Regions from separate parts of the Mus musculus genome. Here all the other regions are linked to region 1. The links are chromatin contacts, called in public Hi-C and Micro-C maps. All regions are on one chromosome and are shown on one strand. Each heading gives the region's core, a stretch centred on a gene start, on an enhancer-like site or on the middle of the called end of the contact. The rest is flanking DNA. Distances are from core to core; before and after follow the strand shown.

Evidence for each region. A called contact is a pair of places that touch in the nucleus more often than the background predicts.
Region 2: a contact with region 1 is called in a Hi-C map of cortical neurons, with 2.7 times the contacts expected there. The contact joins the enhancer-like site here to the promoter of Slc4a4 in region 1. A contact is called at or near these places in 2 of 39 promoter capture datasets (hippocampal neurons and liver), 7 of 484 Hi-C or Micro-C datasets (Th1 cells, cortical neurons, nephron progenitors and 2 more) and 4 of 115 datasets of contacts at active chromatin or transcription factors (embryonic limb bud, embryonic stem cells, fibro-adipogenic progenitors and 1 more).
Region 3: a Hi-C map of uterus shows a contact between it and region 1, with 2.0 times the contacts expected there. The contact joins the enhancer-like site here to the promoter of Slc4a4 in region 1. A contact is called at or near these places in 2 of 39 promoter capture datasets (hippocampal neurons and liver), 2 of 484 Hi-C or Micro-C datasets (both in uterus) and 2 of 115 datasets of contacts at active chromatin or transcription factors (fibro-adipogenic progenitors and forebrain).
Region 4: a contact with region 1 is called in a Micro-C map of embryonic stem cells, with 4 times the contacts expected there. The contact joins the promoter of Grsf1 here to the promoter of Slc4a4 in region 1. A contact is called at or near these places in 2 of 39 promoter capture datasets (hippocampal neurons and liver), 15 of 484 Hi-C or Micro-C datasets (cerebellar granule neurons, cerebellum, cerebral cortex and 9 more), 2 of 115 datasets of contacts at active chromatin or transcription factors (embryonic stem cells and pancreatic cancer cells) and 1 of 9 other capture datasets (adipose tissue).
Region 5: a Micro-C map of embryonic stem cells shows a contact between it and region 1, with 2.4 times the contacts expected there. The contact joins the promoter of Mob1b here to the promoter of Slc4a4 in region 1. A contact is called at or near these places in 3 of 39 promoter capture datasets (embryonic stem cells, pre-B cells and stem cell-derived epiblast-like cells), 5 of 484 Hi-C or Micro-C datasets (embryonic fibroblasts, embryonic stem cells, nephron progenitors and 1 more) and 1 of 9 other capture datasets (adipose tissue).
Region 6: a contact with region 1 is called in a Hi-C map of liver, with 2.4 times the contacts expected there. The contact joins the enhancer-like site here to the promoter of Slc4a4 in region 1. A contact is called at or near these places in 3 of 39 promoter capture datasets (liver and neural stem cells), 7 of 484 Hi-C or Micro-C datasets (the HL-1 cell line, brown adipocytes and liver), 2 of 115 datasets of contacts at active chromatin or transcription factors (forebrain and hepatocytes) and 2 of 9 other capture datasets (adipose tissue and pancreatic islet).

What each region holds. Positions count from the first base shown.
Region 1 is chr5:88,884,701-88,889,432 of GRCm38.p6, forward strand. It overlaps Slc4a4 (solute carrier family 4 (anion exchanger), member 4), which reads left to right and starts at 2,560. Exons shown (of 27, transcript NM_001359211.1): 1 at 2,560-2,624.
Region 2 is chr5:89,139,369-89,144,100 of GRCm38.p6, forward strand. All of the region lies in intron 13 of Slc4a4 (solute carrier family 4 (anion exchanger), member 4), which reads left to right. Among named protein-coding and RNA genes, the nearest start is that of Gm35855, 84 kb to the right of the region's middle. Within about 2 kb of position 2,468, at least 20 of the 459 cell types and tissues checked have an H3K27ac peak or open chromatin away from gene starts, as enhancers often do. A contact at or near this core is called in cortical neurons, where this site is marked.
Region 3 is chr5:89,121,029-89,125,760 of GRCm38.p6, forward strand. It overlaps Slc4a4 (solute carrier family 4 (anion exchanger), member 4), which reads left to right. Exons shown (of 27, transcript NM_001359211.1): 9 at 1,374-1,531. Among named protein-coding and RNA genes, the nearest start is that of Gm35855, 100 kb to the right of the region's middle. Within about 2 kb of position 2,658, at least 11 of the 459 cell types and tissues checked have an H3K27ac peak or open chromatin away from gene starts, as enhancers often do. A contact at or near this core is called in uterus, where this site is marked.
Region 4 is chr5:88,673,290-88,678,021 of GRCm38.p6, forward strand. It overlaps Grsf1 (G-rich RNA sequence binding factor 1), which reads right to left and starts at 2,882. Exons shown (of 10, transcript NM_178700.5): 1 at 2,469-2,882; 2 at 404-560. The coding sequence starts at 2,822.
Region 5 is chr5:88,718,295-88,723,026 of GRCm38.p6, forward strand. It overlaps Mob1b (MOB kinase activator 1B), which reads left to right and starts at 2,577. Exons shown (of 6, transcript NM_026735.2): 1 at 2,577-2,827. The coding sequence starts at 2,814.
Region 6 is chr5:89,030,890-89,035,621 of GRCm38.p6, forward strand. All of the region lies in intron 4 of Slc4a4 (solute carrier family 4 (anion exchanger), member 4), which reads left to right. Among named protein-coding and RNA genes, the nearest start is that of Slc4a4, 150 kb to the left of the region's middle. Within about 2 kb of position 2,017, at least 11 of the 459 cell types and tissues checked have an H3K27ac peak or open chromatin away from gene starts, as enhancers often do. A contact at or near this core is called in brown adipocytes, hepatocytes and liver, where this site is marked.

The sequences.
Region 1 (4,732 bases), core at 1,310-3,809:
CCAGACTTTTCTGTTTGCTCTTTTCATCCTCAAACTTTGTGAGCCATAGGAGAAAAAGAGCAAATTAATCTTTCTCTGTGTTTATAGGAATCAAAGGTGATAGGGCATATGTTAGGACAAGTTCGGAGGGGGAAAAAAAAACCAAAACCAAAACCAAAAACAAGACGATCAGTATTTATTGTCCTTGCTTGGAATGGCAAAAGCAAAGGTGACCGACCACACACAGAGTTAAAAAAAAGTTAATCATGACCTTTCCAAGGAAAGCACACGAATCTCTATTACTGGACAGTAATCAATAGGAAAGGAAATGGAACATGCCTTTTTAATTGTGGGATCGCAAACACCAAGTGGAGAGTGATAACAGGGCTAGCAGGCTGTCAGCCAAGGCCAATTCTTTTCTCATTAATTTAAGACACATACCAAATTTCACTCCACAGTACTCATTCTCGCCTCCCACCCCCACCCTGCTCACCAGCTCTGTACCCCCTTACAGGGCAAATTCTTGCCAATCTTGATAATAAGGTGCCTCCAGGGGTTACCTATCAATTTGCATGAAGGGCATTTTGACGTATTTTGCAGCCAAGCACATGGGAAATGTGTTTCTTGGACTTTTCCTTTCTCAGACAGTCACTAAAGCTGACTATTCATGGCTGGTTCACGACTATAATGAGAAATTGCCAGCTATGTTGAAATACATAATCCACAGCATGAAAAACTGCTGATCAGCAGTGGCAAATTCTTAATACAAAAGTGATTTCTTTTTTTTGCTCATGAGCTTTGGGGTTGCTGAGTCTTGCTGTGTGTTTAGGAGTGACAGTTACTTTAAACATTAGCCTAGAGACAAAATATAATTGCTCAGGGGGGATTTAAAGATCATGTCTTGTTCCACCTTCACTTCTCAATTGCCCCTATCGCTGCCGTAGGTTTTGTAGAATGTGTGAACATGAACGTAAGCCAGAAATGACAACAGCCAAACACATGACATTAGTGCATTTTAATTTCAGACATTAGGCAACTTGGGGTGGTTCCCAGTGCTTGCTGAGTGTTGAGTAAGGGTTTTATACACACCAGCTTTCCCCAAACACAACCTCTGTATCTGCTTCTCCAACCCCAGGGGAGACACCATGTATCTTCTTTAGTTCTAGATACTGAAGAAAAGGAAAGGAAAGGAAAGGAAAGGAAAGGAAAGGAAAGGAAGAAAAATAGTGATTCTACTATTAACCTATTTTACCTCTACACCCAAAGTCCCCCTTCTCAAGCATCTTATTACCTATGTTAGAAGTGTTGGAAGCAAGAGTTAGTATGTGAAGTGACTTCTCCCGTGCTTATGTATTTGGGTGGCTCAACGGTGACTTTCACATACAAAATGCATGAACAGGAAACACAGACATGCTTGCACCATATGATATGCGGCATAAGCCCATTAAATGGCCACTCTACAGGAGTTTTCAGAACATTAGATAGTGTCTGTGCTGGCAACTGCTCACACCTTAAAGGACTGACGGCAGTCGTACTGGGCTATTGACATAATTGTGATTTGCTTGGCAAGGGGGTATTTAATTAGTTTCATCAGCATAGTAAATATGAAAGATCATTTTGCAAATGTAAGAACCTGGCTTAGATGGCTGAGGGTGTTTCCTTAATTCAGACATAAGCCACCAATGACACTCCTGTGTCCCCCAGACATTCTTTGTCAAAAAAGATGACTGGTGACTTGATATGGGCGCTGACAACACTTTCTTTACCAACACACGCCAAGTTTTGTAGAGTAGCATCCGGAATGATCTGGGCAGGCAACTTCAGGTTCTTCCCATGTGGGGGGACTGAGGCCATCTGGGTGAAAAGTTGAACCTATCTCTGGTTGCGAGAAGCCTGGCAAGGCGAGACTGCGGGGTCGGGGGCCAGATGCCCCCTCCAGCCCCGGGAGGGCGCAGCGTGCTGAGCCCCCGGCGAGGGCGGCGCAGCCAGAGGCCCCTCCCCTCCTCCGAAGCTCGGGCGGCTGACGCGGAGCGGCGGCCGGGAGCCGAGGGGGCCGGGCGGGCGCGAGCGAGGGCAGGGCAGGGGGCCGGCCGTGGCCACTCGCCGCTTTAAATATGGATCGCGGGCTCGCGCTCGCCGCACAGCTTCGGCCGCCTAGCCCATCCCCGAGCCCGGCCTCGGCTGCAGCGTCGGTTCCCGGCAGCCACACAGAGAGCCGGGCGCACACGCGGGAACTGCGGGAGGCAGAGTAGAGCGGAGCCGCCCCGCCGCCGCCGTCCCCTCCCCGAGGCCAGCACCTCTGCTCCGCGTCGCCGATCCCTCCCCGCGGGGCCGACCCTCCCGCGGCCACCCTCGCCCCTCGGCCGCCTCCCCGACGCACAGTGCGCAGCCACCCACCCGGCGCCAAAGTTGCGACCGCTGCCCCGCGCGCTCTGCGACCGGCCGCGCCAACTTCCCAGCCCACGCCGCCCGGGTCCCCGCGCTCCCCCGCCTCCCAGCCCCGGCGGCGCGCGGGGCAGAGCTTAGGTGGCGGCGGCGGCCGAGGTGGCGGCGAAAGCGGCGGCGGCGGCAGCGGCGGCGGCGGCCGCTGCAGCCTCACACTCGGTCGCCAAGCTGGAGGAGCGACGGAAGCCCGACCCCAGGAGGTGAGTGGCCCAAGCGGTGGCAGGGAGGGTCGGCCACGTCCCCATGCCTCGCCCGCGGGGTGGGCACTGGGTGGCAGTCCCGCAGGGCGCGCGGGCGGCCTCGGTGCGTCCAGGGAGGGACGCAGAGAGAGAGAGAGAGAGAGAGAGAGAGAGAGAGAGAGAGAGAGAGAGAGAGGTCAGTGGCGGGCCAGGCATCCCCTGGGCTGGGCGCCGGAGAAGTGTGGACACCGCTGCTGTTGCTGCGGAAAAAGTACTTTTTATTCTGTCTAAGCGTTCAGATGACGACTTTGGGTGGTTCTGTTTTCCCCCTACTGCATAGCCGCCTGCACGTAACCGGGCGTTGTTGCCACGACTGTGGGGCCAGTAGACGCCCGGGCTGGGCTCAAGAGCAGTGACACTGTGTTTCCTTGAGCCCGGGTGGTCGCGGTGTGGCTGGGAACCTGCTTGAGGGGGGACACACCTCCAGATCCTTAAGCTCTGGAGGTTGGGGCAATAGTGCCATCGAGGCCGTGGTCCCTACTTCACTGTCCGCTCCAGGACCGGGCACTTGCATCTCTCCCTGGCACGCCGGAGGCGGGGGTGAGTCAGGCAGATTCTCTGCAAGCGGCACACATTTATTTGCAAGGGGGTGGGGGGAGTCAGAGGTTAAACTGGGATTTCTGTGGGCTGGCGACCGTGGAGCTCTCTCTCAGGTACTGGGCAGCATGTGCATCTTGGCAAGGACAGGTGATTCCTTTCTTAAGTGCATTGCCCTCAGCCTTTGCCAGTCTGTTAAGAACAGCCACCGAGCGACAGCAACTAACTGCAGCGGGCTCCACAAAGAGGAAAGTTCTCCGAGAACAAAAGGGGAAAAGAAAACCCCTCAACTTGGGAAACGCCAAGAAAGCATGTCTGCCTTGGCTCTAGCAAGTAGAGCCCTTCTCGGTTCCCTGTAAAGGTGTAGCTTTGCCTTTCTCCACTCCTAGAGGCCCCACCTTCTCAGCAAGATTGCCTGCAGCAAGTTCTTCCAGTCTGAAGTTCAAGTGCTCAAAGCACCTTTCTCTTCCCCTTGCCACTTAACTTCTCTCTCCCTTTTCACTTCAGTGCTAGACAGACTTGCTCTGGGTGAGAACTCCCCGACGCTGGGCTGCAATAACACAGTCTCGAATCCTGGAAAGGCTCTTTCTTAAGGCGCTGCATCGAACTTCCCTTTCTTAATCAGGGACTTAGGGTTGCGATATTATCTGAATGGAAGTGTGTATTGCTCACTAGTGCCTATACTCACTGTGATTTGAAGAGATTCTCTCTGGCAGCCAGTCCTGTGCTCAGCGGCTCAAAGACTTAAAAATAAATGTTTCTAAGAACCCTGGTCCTTGTGTTTGTCACATTAGCGAAATACTTTCCAGTCATTATTGTACCTTAGACTGGGGCTATTTGTACTTCATTCAAAGGAAGCGTGCCTGCTTTGTAAAGCTTTCATAGCAGAGAAAAACTTTTACTTTCATTTTAAAGTTAAATCTAAACAGGATTCTGATCTCTCACATTAAATGGTGAAATTTAATAGTTTTTACCATATCTCCAGGTATAGGTGAGATGGTACAAAACTCCCATACCTAGGTAGGATAGGAAACTTCTGCTATGAATTCTTGAGGTATAGGGCACATATATGGATGGGGTGAGAGACAGAAAATGGGATATTTTGGTAGTGCCAGGTATATTTGAGAAAGCAGAAAGCCTCATCCCTTTCTGTCTTACAGCATGAAAATGTCAGTATCATTATCTGGTTGAGGACTATTTTTGAAGACATGCAAGGCAGGTGCACTTTTCAGGTGGCCAGAAGTATGCTCAATTTGCTGATGTGTTCCGTTTGGTTCACTTTGTCAACATAAGAGAACTCGCAGTGTATGACAACAAGTGCCATCATTTTAAACGAAGACATTTGGATTTATAGAGATACTGTATAAAAGGAAGACAGGCAACTGTAGTGGAAGGAAAAAAAAATAAAAAATGTGTTGGAAGCCAGGCAACCTTTGGGACATCTCCCAGCACACCCTGGTGGTAATCTCATTTTTCACTGAGCTCTGGCAAGTGCAATTTGAAGATTCTGATCTCTTGTTCTGATAACATGC
Region 2 (4,732 bases), core at 1,218-3,717, 250 kb after region 1:
ACAGTTGATGACTCAAAGTCATACAGACACATGAGGATATTTTTAGACATACTTTGTTATTATTTTATAATCATCATTGATAATTCTGTTGAAACTTAATATAGGTAGAATTTTAAAGTTTTTTTGTGAGTGAAATTACTGAAACATACTTCACTTCCCTTGCATAATGAAGCTTTTCCTCCTTAAAAGCTACACTGGCAAAGTCCTTCTCCTAGAAGGCTTGCAGGAGTCAAAGTGTGTAGCAGAAACACTGAAAAGAAAGCATAGAAAATGAGTGGAACATTAATAAATAGTTTTTGTGTGAGTGTGTTTTAAGAACTAGAGAGTGAGCTGATTTGACATGTGGAAACTATCTCATGTATTGCACCTTACCTTATGAATGTTTATCCCTTAGGCAGGAGCCTCTTTGACTTGTCATTGGGACAACAACATATTTTGTGGATTTGATGATACATCTCAGGTCATTTTTATAGGTATATGACAGACATTAATTTATGCCTTTGCAAATGTTTATGGAGTACCTACCATGTATTAGACAGAGTTTTATGTGCTGGAGGTAGAGAGAGGTGAGTCAAGTGGCTAAGAACCCTAGGGTGGTGGGATTTATATTTAGACTACTTACAGAAGCAACATTTTTTTTGAGTCCCTACAAAGTACTAGTATGGTATGTAATACCTCCAATTACTTTTCTAAACGCGTATTCCAGAAAGCACTGGGCAAACTTGAGTGTCTGCAGTTATATCCCATCCTTCACAAATAAGGCAACAGGTTAGTCGCCATAACACAAGCAGCTCAATGAGTCAACTGAGAATAACATCCTTGCTTCTAAAGGCTGACTGCTCAGAGATGGTTTGGCTAGGGCCTTTATTGTCAGGCTACAAATAGACATGGGTGCTGGGGAGAAGCATGTTGTGCAAACACAGATGACTCACTGTGTGACTGTTGTCTAAGCGTATGCTCCTGCCAGCTTCTGTTCAAGAGGACTGGCCTGCTTGAAGACAAGAATTTGCTTTCAAGCATTAATTTTAGGGCATGGTATCTATCTATCTATCTATCTATCTATCTATCTATCTATCTATCTATCTATCTATCTATCTATCTATCTATCATCTATCCATCCATCATCTATCTATCTATCTATCTATCTATCTATCTATCTATCTATCTATCTATCATCTATCTATCTATCTATCTATCTATCATCTATCTATCTATCTATCTATCATCTATCTATCTATCTATCTATCTATCTATCATCTAGCTACCATCATATATCATCTCTATAACATCTTTTATGAAATATAAATGTATCTTATCTATTTATAAGCTTGTATGTATGATTGTGCTTTTCTGTGTGCATGCATTTGTGGAAACAAGTCATCTTGAAGTGGCAAAGACCATTTCTCATAGAACTGTGTTCAGAATAAAGCAGCCGAGGCTATAGTTGCTGACAGTTTGATAAAATTGTAATGCCAGCACAAATAACTCTGTGTCTTCCCCAATGTTAGCAGATATATTTTGTCAACCAGGAAACTCTTAGAAGATGCTGGGGCTTACCAAGAGGACATGTACAAATTTTGTATATAGATAAGTGTAGGCATTATAATTTAGCTTGGGTTTCTTGGAGCAACTGAACTATGTTGCCAAGCATCAACCTTACATTCCTGTAGCACCCAACCTCAACTTGTGCCCATTTCTCTTTATTAGAGTATAGAGGACCATCAGTTCCTCACGTTTGAGAATGGTGCATCACTTATCCCTCTGGGTAAATCCCATCCAGTTGATTCTCGACTTTCCTTGCCATATAGTAAGGAAATGGTTTTCGGCCTCACTGTTCTGAAATCTTATCCCCTCCATAATTAAACCATGACACCATTCATGCTGATATCATATTTACATTCTTGGTTACCAAACAAGTATATTTTTCTGCTTATTTAGATACTTAAAATTTATCTTTAATATATATATACAGTCCACTATTTATTACAGTTAAGCATTTTTCATTTTCAGAGCTATTATATGGAGTTGGGCCTGATGGCACAGGGATGTGATTCTAGCTACTCAGGAGGCTGAGGCAGGAGGATTTCAAGTTCAAGGACAGCCTGAGCAACTTAATAAGACTCTACCTTAATATAAAAGTAAACGAAGAGTTGAAGGAATAGTTCAGTGGTAGAGCACTTGATTAACATTGGAGAAAGCCCTAGGCTCAGTTGGTAGTCCTATAAAGAAAATACTTCTTTGCTAACACAATGAGTAATAACTTAAATTTTGAGGAGGGTGTTAGAGTAAGGAATCTTCGAGGAGGCTTGGTGGCAGGCCCTGTGTTATTTAAGAATTGTTCTTCTCTAGCATACAGAGAACATATTTTAATGGAAGTGTACTTTTGATTGTGAATGACTAAGCATAGTCTAGAGTGAAGAAAGCCATCTTAAGTTTTTTTTCAGGAGTAAATATAATCCTATTTTCACAAACCTTTCAGCAAAAGAGTGCAGTAAGATTTTTAGCATTCTGTGAAATTCGTGATATTTATGGAGCCTAACAGAGCACATTTTAAGAGAACTTGTCTCATAATAAGGAACATTTTTAGCTGGCATCTCCAAATTTGAGGCTTTATTTTAACATTCTGCTGTGCTGAGAGATTTTCACCAATCTGCTCAAGTTGGAAAAGTGTCCTTTCTGTGTCGGTGAGAAAGGTGCTTCTTTGCACTGCCTGTCATGTATAGCTTGCAGCAGTGGGATTGGCATGAACTGATAATTTACTGAGAAATAGACAATAATATTGGGCTGTCTGACTGTTGCTCTTTGGCACTGAAATGCTTTTCCTTTAGAAGTAGGAAACACAAAAACTTATTAACCCATATAGCAGCATATTGTAGCTTCCACATGCGAAGCAGATATTTTGGTCAGCCCAAGAAAGCAAGCCTGTTTAGTGACAGAGGAAGAAATCCATCTTGCTTACAAGGGTCTAGAAAGGAACTGTTAGCTTTCAAAACATGTTTCACAGGCTAAGAAGATGTCTCGGTGGCTAAAGTGTGTGTCTTGAGAGTGTTGAGAGCTGCAGTTGAGATCTCAAGAGCTGCTGATCCCCACACATAGATGCTGGAGGGCATGGCAGATCCCCTGTAATGATGGCAATCTGGGGGGCAGAGACAGGATATCCCTCGAGCAAGCTTGCTAGCTAGAGTAACTATACTTGTGAGGTCTGGGCACAGTTGAGAGTTGTTTCCTCAATATATAAGGTAGTGGATAATCAATGAAGACTCCTGATGACAACCTTGCCCCCCCCACATGTGTATATACATAAACACACGCACACTCCACTTACCTGCACATAGCATGAGTGAACACACACGGCTCCACATGCAAATCTTGCTTTATCAGTTCTGAGTTAAGTTTAATTGACAGAAGTCAAGTCATTGGTACTTTTTTATTAGAAAGATTTTGTCAGCTTTGTTTGTTTGATGATCAGAAAATTAAAGCCATTTGGATAAGATAGGGCATCACAAATGATGCTAAAGTAAAAATGTATCATTTTTAGCTTATGGCTATTTTGAAAATAGCTTCTCCAATATGACATTTTCATTATATCTTTTCATACATATTGCAAAATATACATTCACAGGTAGATAAACATGTAGGATATTATGTAAATGAGGTTATATATTCATATTTTGTGGGCATTTCCTACTTTAATAGGTTCTTTAACATAATTCTAGTGGCTATCACATGATATATGCACTATAATTTATTTAATAAACTTATATTCTCAGTTTGTCCCACTTTTCTCTTTTATAAAGAATACTGTGATCATCAACTATATATTTATTGTTTATAATTTTCTCCCTAAGGTAAGTCCCTAGCAAAATTATTGTGCAATATATTGATTATAGTTGTTATTTATTTCAAATCATACTCACAAAGATTATCCTAATTCATATTTCTACCAGTAGTGGGCAGGAGTTCCCACTTGCCCACCTTTTCACCCTAGATTCTCACTTTCGTTATGCTGTGTATTGAAAAAGAATGGCTTGCTTTGATTTGCTCTCACTCCTGTTGTTTTAATGAGCCTGGGTATTCGTCCACATTGACACCGACCGTCCATCCTTCCCTGTGCTTGTATTCTTGCTATATTCTCCTTTGGAGACATTTAATTTCTCTTCTTAACTCCCTGTATAATAATGGTGTTTTCCTTTACTTATTTGGCAAAGATTTACTAAGTGTTTTTCTAATGCCACTATGTCTTTTAACTGTATGTGTGGCGTCTCTGGCTGTACAGATTTTAACTTTAGCACTCAAGCCTTCCCCTGCCCTTGTTTCTTGTTTGCACGCTATATTTAAAGAGGCTTCCCCTCCCAAAGATTAGAAAAATATTTCCCCACATACTTCAGCTCTTTTATGTTCTCGTTTAATTGTTTTGTACATCTGGAATTGATTTTTTTGTGTAGTGTTAGACTAGAATTGGGTGTTTCACATACATGTTCACAGCTCTTCAAAGAACAGAAGGCGTCTCTATCTTGCCCCTCATTCTATTCCCCGAGAGTTCAAACTCTCTTGCTGATGTCCTGGGCTCACGGTTTTTTTCTCAGAGATATAGTTTGACTTCCCTGATTATTTAGTTCCTGCTGCCAGTGTGACCTGAAATCTTGTTTATGACAAGCATAACAGCAGGGGGCATGACCATGCTGATCTTGGGTGCTTCCTTTGTCCAGGACAGAGGGTGAAGTGCCTCATT
Region 3 (4,732 bases), core at 1,408-3,907, 240 kb after region 1:
TGTTCCTGGATCCAGTTGACTCCTCTGTCTGTGATGTGGGTGCCACCCCTGCTTGGTAGTTGCAGGATGCTTGGCTTCACAGTTATTTTTGTAGCTATTCTCTACAGTTCCTGTAGCAGCAATCTGCCTCCATTAGCTCTCTCTGCTCACTTTCTGAGAGGCTGCAATAGACACACTCTTCAACTCTGTCCTGTTTTGCACTCCCTCCTACTGCCTCTCCACTTCTCATTTCTTTTTAGCAATATTTCTCAGTGTTACAGTCTCTGTGGCCAGTCTCCGCTTGTTGCTTCACTGTTCCCTGATGTCCACTGGACCTATTCTCATCAAGACTTTCCAGCATGGCTATTCTACCAGGCTCTATGGTCCATTCTTAAGTTTTATCTTTTTACAACCTCCACTAGCCTAGGATGCAGCTGCAGATACCTGGTCATCATTTCAGCCTTCCCTCTCTAGCTCTTGCTAAAGTCCTGGTTTTCCTCTTCTTACATGTCTTTGCCACTGTCCCCACAATGCCTTCTATTTCTAAGAAGGACAGAGGGGCCCAGGGTATGGGTCTTAATGCCTTTCTTAGCCTATGTTTACATTCAGGGTTGTGATTTTCTGTTTTGTGGCATTCTATACTCGTAGCCCCCAATGTCACAATCACATCATGTAGCAGACATCTTCCTACCTTCTTAAACTCTTTCCCATGGCCTTTGGGGACTCATGACATGGTCCCCATCATTCGTGAAGCTTCAGCTCTTCGTCTTGCCTTTGCGTCTTAGCTTCCCACACTTGGCTTCTCACTGTTCCTTTAGCCATCAACCTCCTTGCTGTTCAAAGGCTTTCCCTTGCTTGCACAGTGTTTCAGTCTAGGTGTTTGCACATGGCTTGTGCCCTTTCTCCACTGTTGAATGTGTTTCTCAGACGCCTTCCTTGACAACTTTGAAAAATAGTACTTTCTTATCTGTCTTATTTTCCTTCTTAGTTTTGATCATTACTTTAAATCTTATTTTATTTCCCCCTAGGTAATAATCCCCCTAATCAGGATATGAAACGAGTCTTTCTTTCTGCTAGCCCTGTGATTTAGGTCATTTTCTTGCTGTTAGCAAATTCTCAGTAGTGTACTGAGTGAGTAAATAAATCAATTAATGGAGATCGGTTGCATACTAATAATATTGTATCATATGCTATTGTACCCTTAGTATGTTTTTTTTGAAGGGACAGATAAATGTTTACTATAATTGTAATGGCTAGTCATAATACAAAAGTGCCTGGCCAAGTGCTGTTGTGTAAAGACTCATTTACAGAGGTTTCCTAGGAGTTATGTATATGGTATATTTTATTATTTTTCTCTTGAAATAAATTATATTTTCTTGGCCCTTCCCATGCAGCTGAAGAATAAATTCATGAAAAAACTGCCCCGAGATGCGGAAGCTTCCAATGTGCTTGTTGGGGAGGTTGACTTCTTGGACACTCCCTTCATTGCCTTTGTTCGCCTACAGCAGGCTGTCATGCTGGGTGCCCTGACTGAGGTCCCTGTGCCCACAAGGTAAGCTGCTTTCCCTCCCACTAGAATTCACAGGGTGCTTATAGGACAATGCCATCCCACTTAGGTCCAAGAATCAGTGGAGCGAGGGTTCACTCTGCATCAGAGAGCTTTCATTTGAAACAGAGGCTGGCCGACAGGTGTGCTCTTAAATCACATGTTACTTGAATAGTAATAGTAATGGCCTTTATAGTGATTGACTGGCCCATGTGTGCTGGCTTCTTCTTGTGGGTTATTCTTTATAATCATATGATAAATCTTTTAGTAAGCAAACTCTAGTAGCTGTGTGCAGACACTGAGTTTAAATTCCTTGTCCAAAATGGAACAATTAGTAAGTTGTTCAGAGGTCGTAGATGTTTTTATGTCCTCCGTCTTATCAGGAAAGTGTGACTGGGCTCACACATGTAGAAGTACTAACACAGAGATGCATGCACATACGTAAGTGAGCATCTTTGTAAAAACTTGGTCATGACTCTAAGCACTGAAAACCATACCCTTTATACTAAGCATGCCAGTTTGCCTTCAAAGGAAGCGTTGCTTATGTTACGATCATGTGACACTCTACTGTTCTTGCCCTAGAAGTCATCCTAGAAGCTATCCTGCCAGCTGTCTCTGAAGTTGTACTTAGTGGCTTGGGTGCTCAACTTAGGCACAAGATTAGCAGAAGAGATGCTAATCCCCCCCTTAGACTTGTGCTGAGAACGAGGCTACAGAGGATTGGACCTTCAGGTTGCCACCAGGAAATTACCATCTGATTTGGGGGAGGAATGTGTTAGCTGTAGAGACCCAGGGTAGAGTTAGGTGACTTCTTTTTTCTTTCTTTTTAAGTTTTTACACGTGAACAGGAAGGGCTGTAGATCCCTCTGAGTAGACTCAGATGATCTGAGCATGGTTAACCAACCATGACAAGAGTCTCAAGGTTTGTTCTCAGCTGGGTTAGGAAGAAAATGAGAAGCAAATGTCCCAAAGCCCTTTTCAGCTCAGCCAGTCTTCCTGATCAGGAAGTCTTCCTCCCACCCATCGTTTTTTAAATACCTGGGACAGACCCTGGGTATGCAGCATTGGAGAGGAGGTAGTCACAACTGTGCAATTAATGGGCTGATTGTGATTGGTGTTTTCTATACCGTTCTGGCAGAGGCTTGCAGTTCTGTCCGAGCAGTCACCTAGCAAGCCGCTGACTCAGGATGGCTGGAGTCCAGCTCGGTGCCCCGGTGCCTTTATTTATGTCTTTGCACTAACTTTACCAGGGCTTGAAAGAGAAAACATGCCGAGAAGTGTTAAAGAAGACTGTTTTTGCGCTTTCATTTTTATTACCTTTTTTTTTTTTTTTTTTTTTTTTCTGTAGAAGCTACAAATAAAAAAACATTTTAAAGGCCCTTTGCTTAAGCAGTGATACACATACAGGAAGCAGGAAACAATGACCATTCGTGTGTCTTTCTTACCATCCCCTCCTGTCTGCCCCATTTTTTTCTTCATTTTCTTCTGCACCCGAGGAAAGTATTAATTTAGAGTTGAAATATGGTATCATCTGATGAGCGAGAGGAGTGAAGCCATTTATTTTAGAGCAGGGAAGAGGTGTAATTCAATATCATAAAACGATTTCAGAGCTATAATCTCAACAATATACCCTCCGATATTAATATTGTTCCAGGAGATACTTTATCTGTTTGCTGTCTTCTGGACAGGGTAAACTGTAATCACCAGTAGAGAGGCTCCTTAGCTCTCTGTGTGTGTGTGTGTGTCTGTGTGTGTGTGTCTGTGTGTGTCTATGTGCGTGTAAATATGAGGATATTTACAGTGATGACATCCTATGAAGTCCAATAATAGAAATTGCATGAGGAATGTGTAGTCACTGTGAACAACCCAGTCTGTACCCCATGATGGGCTTTAACTTGTACACTGCTCTGTTGCTCTGCGGGCATACTTAAAAAGTCTTTCCATGGCCATGATTTCCCCTTAGATGGAGAGGAGACTTATGCTATGAGTGCTGTTATCACTCTTCCTGGGAAACAGTTTTACTATCTTTCCTATCGGGGGCCTTCTCAGAATTCTGGCCCTCGGGTCTCTTTCCTAGCTCAGCTCACAGGCTTCCTTATTTGTCCATTGCAGCCTCTACTTATAGCACTGTGGCTGTCAATGGCTGAGTAGGTAGGTAGGTGTCTGTGTAGGAGTGGGTCTGGCTTTTCATGTCAAAGCAAACACACTAGTTTTTGATGTCTGGTGACTTGATGGGATGTATTTTTAATATTTTGCAGGCAATTTTCTTGCTTTGACTTTATACTCAGTCTCTTACACACACACACACACACACACACACACACACACACACACACATATTATATAGTGTATATATAATATATTATATCCAGTCACATATATATGATATATATATATTATATATATTATATCCAGTCACACACACATATATATATATCCCCAGTCACAGATATATGTATATAAATATATGTATAGATTATATAATATATAATATATCCAGTCACAGACATAAACTCCCAGTGACACACGCACGCGCGCGCACACACACACACACACACACACACACACACATAATCATATATTATATATATGATGCATTTTATAACCTATTAGCAGCCTTGGAATGGAGGCAATGGGAAGATTTGCTATTAGCTAGTAGTAGAACTTCACATTTCTGACTCTATAACCAAAATTCAGGGACAACTTAGAGAGGTATCTAGAATGGGTTAAGAGAAGACACTTTGGACGACGGTAAGAAGCAATAACAAGTGTAAACCAGTTTGTCTCCTTTGGATCTTGATCTAAGGTAAAAGGCTAGGCAGTGAGCTTTAGATTCTTAAGTAGTGCAATATTTCTCTTCAACATTTCCTATAAGAAGTAGTTTGCACTTAATTATTTAAAAACATTAGAGCATATTAGAGGGGTTGAGATAGCATTCCCACTATGGATTGTCTGTCCTTCACTGCGTGTATGGTGGCAGTGATGGTGTGGGGTCCTCATGAGTCTATTGTAGAGGCTACAGCTTAGCTACATCTTCCAAAGCTGCATAATGGGTTGTTTGATTCACCGCTGTTCCAGAGAAGGGAGTAAGGGATGGGTACATGCTGGGGGTTTTCAGGAGATAGTTGGGATCTATCAGGAGGCAGGGGACGCATCCTTTCTAAACAGACTGGGTGCTTTAGGAAGGCTGACTCCTTTTCTGATCGT
Region 4 (4,732 bases), core at 1,632-4,131, 210 kb before region 1:
TATAAAATGTCTGATTCATATGACACCATCTTGTTTACATTAGTTGATACATTCAGTTTTAAGAGGAAGACTTAAAATCACAGTCAGATAGCAGCAATAAAAACTGACCGCACAGTGGGAAATCTCTCAAACGTATTAAAGAGAACTCAGTTCAATGTACGAGTTATATGTCACGAACAGCTCCTCTAGCTATTCACATAGTAAAACATGACTGTTAACTGGCGTCACACTCTGTAACTTCAGCATTACTGACTTCTGTTATATTCAGTCTTAAATCTGCATGTTCTGCATATAGCATCAGCACATGGTATGGAAGGGTCATTATCAGCCAGAACGGGACTATTCCTCACCCTCACAGCTGCCTCCAACAAAACTGCTTCTTTAAAACAGACGTAAGACATACCTGAGAAAAAGTTAAGAACATCTTCCACAGTGCAGGACCACGGCAGCCCCTGAGCTCGAATGAGATAAACATCATCCACCTCGTCTCCTAGCTTGGATGGGCTCAACTCGTACTCAGGCAGTGGTGGGAGGTCTTCCAGGTAGGTAGTTTTGGATTCCTTTCAAGAAGAAAACAATCGTAAAGACATTTCTTTGACAACCTACTTAGAAAAACTGCTTAACTCTACAAACAGATGCAGATGAGATTATTTCAGAGGTGAGAAGCACACTTCTCCACCCTCTGGTTTTGTTTCGTTTGAAAAGTGTTCGCCCATGTGGCCTAGGCTACCCCAAATGCACCACCATCCTGCCACAGTCTCCCAAGTGCTGGCTACCAGGCTAGCTATACCAGGATGGCTTTGGTTTACGTTTATATTTTATATCCTAAGGTGATATACAAGTACATTCCAGTGGTAGTACTACCACTAAGGGCAGGGCTACTTTCCAAACCCTGGGAGTAAGAGTACTTTCATTAAAAGCCATACAATGACAAATTATACCGCTTAATTGAAAATCACCCCATACACAAAACACAACCTCAAACCATCATCTCAAAGCACTGATTATCTGGAACAAGGCAAGATACAGAACAAGATGCCTTAAGTGTTATAATAAAAATACAAAATCCTGTAAATTAAAAAAATAGAAAACTACAGGGGAAAAAAAGAATAAAGATGGGAGATATAAAAGATAGGACATTACAATTTGGGAGGGGAGGGGAAGTGTTAGCATGTGAAAAACAGCAAACACATTTGCCCAAACTGGACAGTAAAATGAAGAGCCAAAGGCAAAAGGCACAGCAGCTGGCTATTTTGTGTTGGGCTCTATGAAGGGATACTTCACTTTGTAGGCAAAGGAAGTTAATAAAAAGGCATTGGGACATGGGTAAACGCCTTGAAAAGACTAATGTAAGAGAAAGTGGATAAGGGAAAAAAACAGAAAAGGCAACAGCAGAGACAGGCGCGGCAGGGGGCTCAAACTGCTACTTTCTGTTTCCCCAGAATTCCATAAACATCTTTACAAAATAAATAAGTAAATAAATAAATAAATAGTGCAGCAGAAAGTATTGGGCCGGGATTCAAATCAATTAGCTCAGCTACTGGCAGACATCAGCCATGCAGATGAACCACCCAGATATCACTAATTCAAGCAGACGCAAAACTAAATTAAGATAAACATGGCCAGTGGCGTTACCAGGTTAGGTAGACACTTCCCAGATGCCACATAAACCGCAAAAGAGAAATGTCCCACATATACAGAGGACCAAATATTTGCAATATGAATTCTTACAATGTCTTTCTGAAAAGACGGGAAACAAGGGAAAAGATCGTGGAGTGACAACCGAAGCCCCCAAGTCCTCACCCACGGACGCCCCCGCCCCACACACACACGTTCTCTCCCAGTTTCCCACGGTCTCCCCACAGCTCTCCGCGTCCGCAGAGCCCCGCTGCACCAAAGGTCCTTCTGTCAAGGCGAGTGGACTTGCAGAGGTGACCTTCAGTCAGGTGGACCGCCCGCCTCTCCCCGCGGACAAGGGAGAGGGACGCGCGGGGGCTGTCCCAGGCTAGCCCACGCTCCCGTGCGCGCGGGGCTGCGCGTCGGTGGCCGGCCGAGGAGGCCCGAGCCGCCCGGCCTACCGCTCCCACCGCACGCACGGCCGGCCCCGACCCTCCGCGGGCTCTGGCCGCTCAGCTTCACCTCCAGCGGGCATAAGGCTAGGGGGGAGTCGGGGTGGGGGGCGTCGGCGGCGCCCCCAAAACCTACCATGGGCCCGGCGGGAAACAAGGCCTCTACATTCACCCCAGCCACACTTACACTGCCCAACCGCCCAGACTCGGAGGGAACAAAACAAGAAGAGCCGGGGCCGTGAGAGCGTCCCTTGTTCCCGTGCCCAATAGGAGGACGGAGCGGGAGGGAGGCGGGGGTGCGGTGCGTGCCGCGGATCCCCGGGCGCGCACGCGGGGCGCTCGCGGACAGACCGACGCGGGCGCGCGGCCGCCGAGGGTCCCGCGCGCGGCGCCACGTACCTGACTGTAACCCCGCGCCGGGCCCGCGGCGGCTGCCAGCGATCGCGGAAACAGCGGGGCGCGCAGGGCCGAGTAGGACGCGGCGGCGGCCGCGGCGGCGGAGGGACGGGCAGGGATGGGACCCGCCAGCCTCCCGGCGGCCGCAGGCCCGAGCTGCAGGCCCCGCGTCTGCGAAGCGGCGGCCGCGGCGGCCCCGAGGAGTAGCAGCAGGCGGCGGCGGCCAGAGACGCCCGACGGGAAGGTGCCGGCGGCGGAGTAGAAAGGCAGGCAGGCGGCGCCGGTCCGCCGGCAGCTGCTGCAGTTGCAGCCGCAGCCCCGGAGCAACGCGCCTAGCACCCAGCGCGTCCCGGCCATCGGCTCCGGAGGCGGCGCGGGGCCTGGAGGTGGCCGCTGTGGCGCGAGCGGAGGGGAAGTGGAATCCAGGGCGGGGGAGGGGGCACCGGGCACATGCGCCGCGCGCACCCGGGGCTGAGACGAGGCTCGGAGGCGGAGGTGAGCGAGCGGCCCCGCCCAGGCTCCGCCCTCGGGGCGGGGCTTTCCCGCCGGTAAGGGTGTGGGTGGGGTGACCTGAGCGCCTCCAGAGTGGAAGTTGTCCCAGGCTCTCCTGCTCAGGTTAGAGCTGAGGTCTGCGGGTCACCGAGGCCCGGCGAAGTTTCCGGAAGGAATGGGTTACCTAGCTCTAAAACGTTTTGGGACGACGCTGAGGGGGCGTTGATACCCCAACCTCAAAATTCGTGCAGAAGGCCAACTTTGTTTTGAACGGAAGCACTGATTTTATAGTATATGTGAGATATGTATATAATATTTATCATATATTATATAAAATAAAGCCTTCCTTAGACAATATAGTCACAAGTGAAGGTGTAGAGATTTGCAAATAAATACATGAGTGGTTGTGCAGTTTTCTCCTATGTGGCAAGGACCTGTCAAAGGTAAAAAAATAAAAATAAAAAACTAAAGACAAATGGGAGTTCTTAGAGTAAAAATATGAAGGAGAGGCTGATTGGTTGTGGCGGGGGTGGGGTTAGGAGGCATCTCTGTGACTGGGTAGTGTAGTTCCGTGGCAGGGTAATCGCTTAGATCACCCCAACCTCCTCGTGGGGGTGAGGAGACCAATATAGGGCTCTCTATCGTGGAAAATCTTAACATATTTCAAAGTTTTTGAAATTCAATTCTTGTTCAACTTCCAGAAGTAAAGAAACCGCCTACATTTTCCACTGTTTCACCTTTATCCCAGTGCCAGCTCTAAAACTTTTTTTTTTAAGTTAACTATGTAATGGCAGTCATCCTATGGTATTCATCTTAAAACAATACGGACTTTTTTATTATTAGTTTAATGTATTAATATATGGGTGTGGCCACGGAGACCAGACAAGGGCATCGGATCCCCTGGCCCTGGAGTTAGAGACAGCAGTGAGCCATCATGCAGGTGGTGGGAGTTGAACCTGGGTCCTCTGAAAGAGCAGCCAGCACTCTAGACCCATAAGCCATCTCTCCAGCCCCAGTACAGACTTTTGAAAGGTTACGTTCTGATAAGTTACCTTTGAGACATTTAAGATGGTTGGGCTTAAACTTTGGCTTGTTTACTCTGGACTCCTTTTAGATTTAAGAAAACCAGGTATTTCACAAATGAAAACATATTTCTGTCCAAGAAGGAAAGAATAGAAAACCTGACCGGCTTGTTCCTTTTATACCCGAGATGTGTAGAAGAGGTTCTTCCTCTTTTCTTCGGTGAGACACAAACCCTAAAGCAGTGGCTGGCAACCTTCCGAATGCTACATCTTTACAACAGCTCATCTTGTGGTGCGCCCCCCCCCCAACCATAAAAGTATTTTCATTGCTACTTCATAATTGCAATTTTGCTGCTGTTGTGAATTGTAAATATCTGTCTTTTTTCCATGGTCTTAGTTGGCACCTGAGGAGCAGATCTCAACCCACAGGTTGAGAACCTCTGCCCTAGAGGTTTTTCTTTTCCTGTCAGGCTGGGGACCAGAGATGCCTCCCGAACCCTCCGTAAGACGTTTTCCACTGAGCTATACATTCCCAGCCTGGTTCTATTAAACGTTTCTCTTTTGTATTGCATCTGTGTGTTTATCGTGGGTCCCCAGGCCCACAGTGCTGTGGCAAGTGCTCTGTCCCTCCTTCCATGTGGATCTCAGGCTTGGCAGTAAGTGCTTTACCCACTCAGTCATCTCAACAGACCCTACGCTTTGCTTTCAGGAGAGAAAATGGGCTATCCCTTCGTTGCTGATTATCCCAGAACA
Region 5 (4,732 bases), core at 1,327-3,826, 170 kb before region 1:
CATAGGAAGCTGGTTAGATTAGTGAGCTCTGGGATCAACCTAAAGAGTCTCTGCCTCACCAAATAAATGTGGATAGCATCTGAGGAAGACTCCTAAAATCAGTCCTGTGGCCCTACACATAGGAGCACCCATACTCACACAAACGCACACACAACTAAAATCTTTGGTATATTCACACTCCAGAACTGAAAAAGAAATTTTAGAAAGTAGAATAAAATATGTACTGTTAAAGGAGAAATTATCATTATTAAAAACATCTACTTGAATGCAATTTTCTGATTCTAAAATTCCTTCTAGTATACTGAAGACAGTCATTGGTTGATTTAAAGTCTAACCTTGCAGAATTATATTCTGTATTATTAACATGACATTTCTCTCAGTTTTAGGATGCCAAGTCAAAGAGGCATTTCCAGCAATGTGATAGATAGATCAGTACTCAGCAGTAAGACTTGCAGAGGCGTCCTTCCCCTGCCAGTCTTTTTTTCTGATTCAGTATAAGAAGCTTAGACTTTATATCAAACCAAAGGCAGGGCCGCCTAAGCAAATCAGGAAGCAGGTAAAAACGTGTGCCGGGCTTTAGAAGGAAGACTCTGTCAGGACAGAACTTTAGAACCAACAAGTTTCTTAAAGATTATGTAATAGTCAGGTGGCGGTGGTACATGCCTTCAATCCCAGCATGCAGAGGCAGAGGGGCAGAGGGACAGTGGGGCAGAGGCAGAGGCAGGCAGATCTCTGAGTACAAGCCTGGCCTGGTCTATAGAACAAGGTCTAGGACAGCCAAGGCTAAATAGAGAAACCTTGTCTCAAAAAACAAAAACAAAACAAAACAAAACAAAACAAAAAACCCAACCAAACAAAAACCCCAAAAAACCAAACAAACCACAAACCAATCAAAAGATTTTAAAATATCAAAAGCTTTACTATACTGTTTCTCTGAGCCAGTGTCTGGAAATACAGTCTCAGGCCGGTCTTAAACTAATTCTCCTGTCTCGGTAGCCTTCTTTTCTAAGCACACAGCCATGTCTGGCTGCCAGAACTACAGTTAAGAGTGGGTGAGACTGGGGCTCTGACTTGCTCCTTCAACTACTCTTCCTCAAATAGTTTCTAACCTGGTGAGGTAAATCTCGCCTTTGGAAGACCTTTATGGAATTATATATGGTATAGTAAGTAGTATTATATCAAGATTTGAATATAAGGCTTTTACATCACCAACTTACTGTTTTTTTATCATAGTAAATCCTTTTGCTGTCTGTTTTATTTTTTTTATTTTTGATTTTTTTAGACAGCAGCTCACTATGTTATTTCTGGTTGGCTTGGAATTCCATATGTAAATCAGGCTGGCCTTAGACTCACACAGATCTGCCTACCTCTGCCTTCCCAGTTCTGGGCTTAAAGGCTTTTGAAGCTGTCTTTTCACGTTATTATTTGCTGTTCCTGAGATAATAGAAGGTTCGGGTTTCTTGCATTTAGGTTTTTAAAACCATTTAGCCAACGCGGCTGACTACTGGTGTAGAAATGAAATCGGATAAATTGAATATTTGCATCACTTTCAGGAATCCTCTGTCTTTTGGAACGCTAAGCTCAAGTTGGGCTACTATCTGCACACTGTTCCACTTAAATTCCTCGATTCAGCATCAGGTGCGAGTAAAGAATACCACTGTCTCCTATGGTAAAAACAAACAAACAAACAAACAAACACACAAACAAACAACTTCCTGTGCTGTCTTGGCTTACTCCAAACTTGTGATCCTTTTGCCTCCATCTCTGAGGTATAGCGATTCAGGCAAGCACCACCACGCACTATCTATTTATTTAATTTGTGTGGAAATGAGAGGACAACTTGTGGGAACTGGTTCTCTTTACCGCGTGGGTTCCAGGCGATCAGGCTTGGTGGCAAGTTCCTTTACTGGCTGAATCATCTCAGGAGCCATCAAACAGTCTTTAAACATAAAGCTTTGCCCTCAGCCTCTTAAGCAGGTGAGAACTAAAGTTCCTTCGAGCGCCTGGCTGAATAATTCCCAGCGTTTTGGGCATCAGTTCTTCGAAGGGACTCCACAACTAGTTAATCCGTATGGCCATGGATAACCAGCGTCCCTGCCTCAGGGAATCTGGTCCTCAGCTCTCCTGGGCTCCCTCCGTTTCCCTAGACAGCTAGCTTGTTCAAATAAAGATCTTACCTCCTAAAACATTTATTTCCCTTTCCCAAAATTCCATCTCCCCCCAAGTCGTTACAAGCAGAAAAACTTTTTTTTTTTTTTTTTAAGTGCGGGCGGCGTAGAGGGACTGGGGATGTGGCTCTCAGTTCGTGGGGTGCTTGCCTAAATCAGAGCACAGAAAGCGAGTCCAAGGCCTTCCGCTGTCCTCTCTGATGGCGACTCCCTCCCTATCCATGAGACCCAGGCGTCCTGGAACGGAGGTCCACTTCCCCGCTGGGCTCCGAACCCCCCAGGTCACGTGCTCGGGCAAGCTCTCAGCTGGACTGTGCGGGAGGCAGAGGTGACCCGAAGGTAATCCTAATGTGGGCGGGGCGCCAGAGCTCGCTCTCGCGAGACTTCGGCGCGGGAGCGCGGGGCTGCGAGGAGGACGCGGCGGGCGGTGCTTCCTCGGCCGCTCTGCTTCCAGTCCGGTGAGCCTGCCGAGTCCTGGCCTTCCACTTCCGCCCCTCAGCCGGCCGCGGCAAGTAGCGAAGCCGGAGAAGTCGCGGCCGCTCCGCCGCCGGCGCGCGTCCTTCCCCCTCCGCCACCTTTTCTCTGATTCAAGCCCGCCGCCCCAGGCTTCGCTCAGCCGAGCCCGCAGCCCACGCCGCGGCCGACATGAGCTTCTTGTTGTAAGTAGTCCAGTAGCGCCGGCTTTGTTCCGCCGCCCCCTGGGCCCCGGGCTCCAGAGGCCCCGACCTCGGGGTGCTGGCCGGCCCTGCCTCCTCGTCCTCCGGGTGCTCTCGGGGCCCTGCCTCCTCGTCCTCCTGGTGCTGCCCGGCCCTTGCCTCCCCATCTTCCTGGTGCTGTCGGGGAGCCTTGCCTCTCCATCCTCCTGGTGTTGCCGGTCCCTGCCTTCTAGTCTTCCGTACTGCCTGGCTCTGCCTCCCCGTCCTCCTGGTGCTGCCCGGCTCTGCCTCCCCGTCCTCCTGGTGCTGCCCGGCTCTGCCTCCCCGTCCTCCTAGTGCTGCCCGGCTCTGCCTCCCCGTCCTCCTGGTGCTGCCCGACCCAGCCTCCCCGTCCTCCTGGTGCTGCCCGGCTCTGCCTCCCCGTCCTCCTGGTGCTGCCCGGCTCTGCCTCTCCGTCCTCCTGGTGCTGCCCGGCCCTGCTTCCCCGTCCTCCTGCTATTGCCGAGCCCCGCCTCTCCGTCCTCCGAGTGCTGCCCGGCCCTGCTTCCCTGTCCTCCGTGTGCTGCCCGGCCCTGCCTCCCGGTCCTCTTGGTGCTGCCCAGCCCTTCCTCCCCGTCCTCCTGCTATTGCCGGGCCCTGCTTCTGCGTCCTCCGGGTGCTGCCCGGCCCTGTTTCCCCGTCCTCCGTGTGCTGCCCGGCTCTGCCTCCCGGTCCTCCTGGTGCTGCCCGGTCCTTCCTCCCCGTCCTCCGGGTGCTGTCTGGGAGCCCTGCCTCCCTGTCCTCCTTGTGTTGCCCGTCCCTGCCTTCTAGTCCTCGGTGCTGCCCGGCTCTGCTTCCCTGTCTTGGAGCTGCCCTTCCCCGTCTCCCCTTCCTCCTGGTGCTTGCTCTCAGGGCCGTGCCTCCTTGTCCTCCTGGTGCTGTCGGACCCTGCCTTTCCATCCTCCTGGTGCTGTCAGAGGGCGGGGGTGGGGGGAACACTGCTCCCTACCCTCATGTTCTGTTGGGGTGCCCTGCCTCCCTGTCCACTTGGTGCTGTCGGGGTGGGGTTGGGGGTGCTGGCTGCTTCTCAGGTCCCAGTGTGCTACCTGGGTCATGGACCCCAGTGTCTATTTCTGCATTTCTCTACCTGGCTCCATCTTCGCTTGCCTGCCTGCTTGTCTCCACCTCTGTCTCTTGTCCTTTTGTCTCTTTCTCTTGATAGAGATATGTGTGTTTGCAAGCTCACCTCCCACTCGTGTGTGCATGTGTGTACTTCCATGCTTACCTCCCACCCCACTCTCCTGACTGTCATCCAACACTTGCCAGGTCTCCCGGCTCAGTGCCAGCTGCCCGTTGCTGTTTTCTGAGTCCCAAGCCTGGAAGATGGATTGTTCTTATCTGACTACTCAGACCCCTTTTACATCTTTGTTAGGTCTTAGGGTTGAGAAAGGGAGAGAGCCAAGTTCCATAGAGGGGATTTCAAAACAGGGTTGCTTGAGGGTCTGGGGACTCTAGCACCCTGCTTCTTGCAGTGCTTTCTTGATTTGTAGAGGTTGTATTTTTTCATTCACCTTCCAGATAGGATGTGGGTATTGTTCTCAGGGTTGATTTAGGTCCACTGGGCTGTAGTTCTCCAGTCGTCTGCTAAGACCAACTTCAGTGTTACATTTAGTGCTGGGTGTTATTTTACTCCCCGTGTATTTCAGACCAGTTTGAGGTGAGGGTGGGGATCAGAGCACAAAAGTAAGACAGAAAGGGCTTGGAGCTTCAGGTCCTTGAGGTTACACTGAAGAGGAACTCTTTTGAAAGCTTTCTCAGAGTCACCCAGGTGCTCAGAATTCTAATTTAAAACCAAAATAAAAACAAACCCTTCAGCGTTGTAATCTACCTCATAAATGCTCTTTTATTGTTGTGGAGCAAACAGAATTT
Region 6 (4,732 bases), core at 767-3,266, 150 kb after region 1:
GCTCCAGTGTATAGCTGTTCTAGTCTTTAAGGGACTCTGTACTTGCCACTCCCTTGTGCCACAGACACCCCCCAACTTACCTACATGACTTGCTCGTCTATCACCAGACTTTTGAGTTGAAACATCCGCCTTTACCTCTTATCCCAGATCCTCTATTCTATTTTGACCTTTGCACTTCTCACTATCTAGCATATTATCTACCTTGCTATCCTGCTTCCTAATAGAACTAAATCTCTGTGTGGGCAGGGTTTACACTTACCTTGTTCAGCAGCCCATTTCTTATGCTTAGAACTATGTGCTGCACAGCCATACTCAAGGAACAGGGGTGAGACAGTGAATGCGCAGAGAAACGAAACCTTGTTTCTCAGTGTGCTGTCCCTTATTTCTGTGGAAAGGTTTGACAGTGTCTATGCTTCTGGGGATATTTAGATCTCCAGTGATCTGTACTTGTGACATACACTGAATCTTCTGTGTAGTGACATTTGACTTCTATCTGTGATGTGGATTTTTCCAGTCATGATGAAATTACCAACCCCCTATTAAAAGGTCTCAAACCTCCCAGATGAATAAAATGAAGTTCATGACAGAGATTTATCTCATATGTGGTGGTATGGCATGAATTTCCCTTTTTCTCCACCTAGCAAACATATTTGAATTTATTTTCTCTCCTCTGAAAATCCCAGTGGATAGACATGTTTGGGCTGTGTGTAACAGGGTGCTGGGAACCCGGGTCTCACACATGCTAAACAAAAGCCTTACCACTGAGGGACATGCATTCCCTGAAGCACTGGTGCTGGTAGACAGTTTTATTCTAAAGAGAACAAACACTCTAGACTTGTCAAATTAGATGTGGTTTCTAGTGTGGGCCTAGACCCAATGCCATTCTTTTTTCCCCTTTAAGGTCTTGTACTTTTCAGTTGACTGATGCTTTTATTTAACTAAGAATATTCTACAACCAGCTTTGGCATTACTGTGGTTTGAGTCCCACTTTGAGAATTTTTGTTTGTTTCTACTCAAACAATGAAAATGCTTTCAGTAATAGAGGAGATGGTCCCTTTGGTTCTCAGATAGCAGGAATAACATATTATCAGCAAGAGAAGCCTTACTTAAGTGGGATTTAAAGTGGTGGTCAACTTTGTTCGCTTCTTCTGCATATTTTTTTTCTGTTTTTTTGTTCCTATAAGGTAAGGTAGAACTTTGAATTTTTCTGTGTTTGTTTTTTGTTTTTCCAAAATAGTGCACGAGCTGACGACTGTGCAGGGTAGACTTTTCATGTTGGATGAGGGTGTCTGACTGATGGAGAGACAGTGCTAGTCTTTTTAAAGGGTACTTTCAGAATCTGTCATTGTTAGCAAAAAACAACATTGAGGAAGACTGCAGTCATGAAATGGAATCAGTTACAATGGGTGAAGACGCCTATATTCTTCATTAAATATCCATTAAAGTAAACTGAGCTGGGTGGCCCGTGAGTGACTATAATCCCAGTACTTGAGAGATAGAGTCAGGAGTATCAGAAGTTCATGGCTACATAGTGAGTTTGATGCCAGGCTGGAATATGAGATTGTGTCCCAAAATGAAATAACACAAAATCAAACTGAAACCAAAGCAAAACAGGAACCTATTAGAATCAATTCTCAGGTGTCCAACACACAGAGATTAAGGAGTCGCCCTTAGTCTTGCTTTGATGATGGCCCAAAATCATAAGGAAGGGATGGAGTTTTCTTTCTTCTACTTCTTCAGGTGAGTTAGGATATTAGCTCTTTCAAAATGATCTCCTTACTCTCAGTTTCCCCTTCGTGGGTTTTTAGTGTCCGGAGCTGAACATCATCACTATTGCCTGGATATATGTAAAAGATCATCAACACTATGTAATCCAACCTGTGCTGCCAAACCTGCTGAAAACCAAGCCGTCACAAGTTCTCAGAAACATTAGCCAACAAAGGAAAAGGGCATCGGTGTGTCATGTCCAGGAACACGACGCAAACTAATGTTTATTTGTATTTCTGTTGGGCATGCTGACCCAGATCACCTCTGGGAAACCAGTTTTCAGGTCAGGGCCACAGAACAACGGCTTGCCCTTTACACTCTGAGTTTGCCGTCTCTGTAGTCTACAGATCTTTGGCTTTCTCTAGTGGATTACTCTGAAAAATTCCCTGTTGGACCAAATTTATCTTTTTTCCCTATAAGTAGATTATTTAGGGAATCTGATCACCCTTGTAATTAGACATCATTATATCTAGGTAATTATATGCAACACTTATCGCAGTTCATCTAGAAATTTATGAATTCTCCTTAAAATAGCATTTATCTATATAGGTACATACTAGCATTGACTTCTTTTATGTATCATGAACTATTTTTTTAATTAGCAAGAAATTAATTATTATTACATCAGTAGTTTTACACAGTTGGATTGTATTCTAGTACAAAGGTCATGAGGATTTTCCGCTATGGAGCTGGCAGGTTTTAAAGTTAGAGGTCTTGCCTTTACTTAATTATATTTAATCATATGATTGGAAAGTTGCAAAATTCAGTGATTCCCAGTGGGCCTTCTGTTTCTTCAACAAGTGAGCGAAGTGCTCTTTGGTTGGCAGCCACTCAAAGTGTATTAAACTGCAGAGTACTTTATCATTATTCTTCTAAGACCTTGGAATAAATAAAATTCACCCAATAAACCGCCCCTCCAAGGGTACAACTATTTTGTAATCACAAGCCTTTAAAAAGTCAGCTTTTTAAGATTAATTTTCTTGTAGCATGTCACGTACTGAAACAAGAGGAAAAAAAAATGCCAGAAATCCATTGCAACCGTGGAGCTATTCATAGTTATTGTGAAGGGTCGGTGCTGGCTTTCAGTTCATGCCACAGTGAAAGTGTCTGTTTTTTAAAAAAAAAAACATAATTACATGGGTCGAAAGCACCTTTGTAGAATGTCTGGCGCTTGGATAGTCTGAACTTTGTTCTTTCTGCCTTAGCCTTCTTTTTAATGGATGTTGATTTGAATTGAGGAGTGTTGGTGCTTTGTTTTTCAAGTTTGTCCTTGACGTGTGAGGCATGCAGACAGAGCATGTACTGACTCTGGGATGAAAACTATCTACAGGAAATTTAAACGGGCATATTGGTATAACCATCCTTGGAACAAGTAGAGTGGTAGACTCATTTGATAGGCATTATATCCGAGTCCCCATGTGCTGTTAGCTATGTTATACCTTCATCAGAGCATTCAATATTAATGGAAGTTGAAGTGCAATGGATGTTAAAGTTAGGCATGAGCTAGGAATAGGAATAAACAGTGGGCTATCTGTGAAACTCCACTTCCTTTCCTTATGGTGATCTTGACCTGCAGGGTAGGTGGGATCCATCAGGGTGAACAGCGCTCTTCTGAAAGTCCAGCCCAGTTGGAAGTTATGATTTCTTATTGATCTTGAAGAACTTATCCTGATTCCTGCATTAAGTCAGTTAGTTACCAGCAATATATGTTGCAGAGAGGGTTAAAGGAAAGGCCAGAAAGAGATTCAGTGAATTATGCCCCTTTTTGAAAAGTTTCTTAAGCATATATTGCTTAGCTAATTGAGGATTGTCTTAGCTTATCCAGGCTGCTCTGACAGAATACCATAAACCATATCTCTTACACACAGTAGAAACTTGCTTCTCCTTGTTCTGGAGTATATAAAGTCCAAGACTAAGGGCTTTGCACATTCGGTGTGGTGGGGCCAATGTGCTCTCGATGGTACTTCTAAGTTGCAAAAGGTCTTGCCCTGGGTACTAGAATTTCAACATACAAAGCTGGATATGGTGGCTCTATCTATAATCCCAGCACATGGAGAATTGAAGCAGAAGGATTGCCACGAGTTCAAGGCTAGGCTGGACTACTGAGTAAGAATATCTCAAAACCCAACCCAACAAAAACTACCCCAAACCCATAAGACTTCAACATATAAGCTAAAAATATTTATTATTTACTTATAGTGTGTATGTGTGGCTGTAATGATTAGTTCTCATTCAGGCTATACGGTTGGCAATACAGATATACAGAGACTGATAAATGGGAACTCATCTAAGAAAGACGAGGGGTTTTTCCATGGGATGGGTCTCAGATTGGGCCAGTCATTGGTTGGCCATTTGCTCAGTCTCTGCTCCCTCTTTGTGCCTGAATTGTTTGGGGTTGTTAAGTTTTGTAGGTGGGTTTTTGTCTTTATCTCTCTACTGGGGGTCCTGCCTAGCTACAGGGGCAGACACTTCAGGTTCTGTATCCCTGTTTCTAGGTGTGTGGACTAAAGTCTCCCAAGTAGTCTCCTTGGAGCCTCCCCCATCCCAGGTCTCTGGCACATCCTGGGCCTGAGGGAAGAAAGTTGAGGGGAAATGAATGAAGCTGTCTGAAACATTACACACTACAGGTTCTATATGACCCTTACCATTTATCTTGGGCTTAAATTCTGTTGTTCAAGATTCTTAGCAAGCAAGAATATTCTTAGAAAGGCAACACAGGTGTCCACTCTATGGTCTATTTCTAGGTAGTCCTGATCTGATACCATATATATATACTATGGAGTTTTCTATCTCCTGGAGTCTGATCTTGGGCTATGCATTAAGACAGATGTACTAAAACTGTCCATGGAACAACTTCTACAGCAGGCTTAAAGATTCTGTGAGAAAGCAAGAAAAGGTGCTGCCGAAAGTTAATAATATCATAGTAATCATGTGACTGAAATAATCTGCTTTCCTTAATTATTTA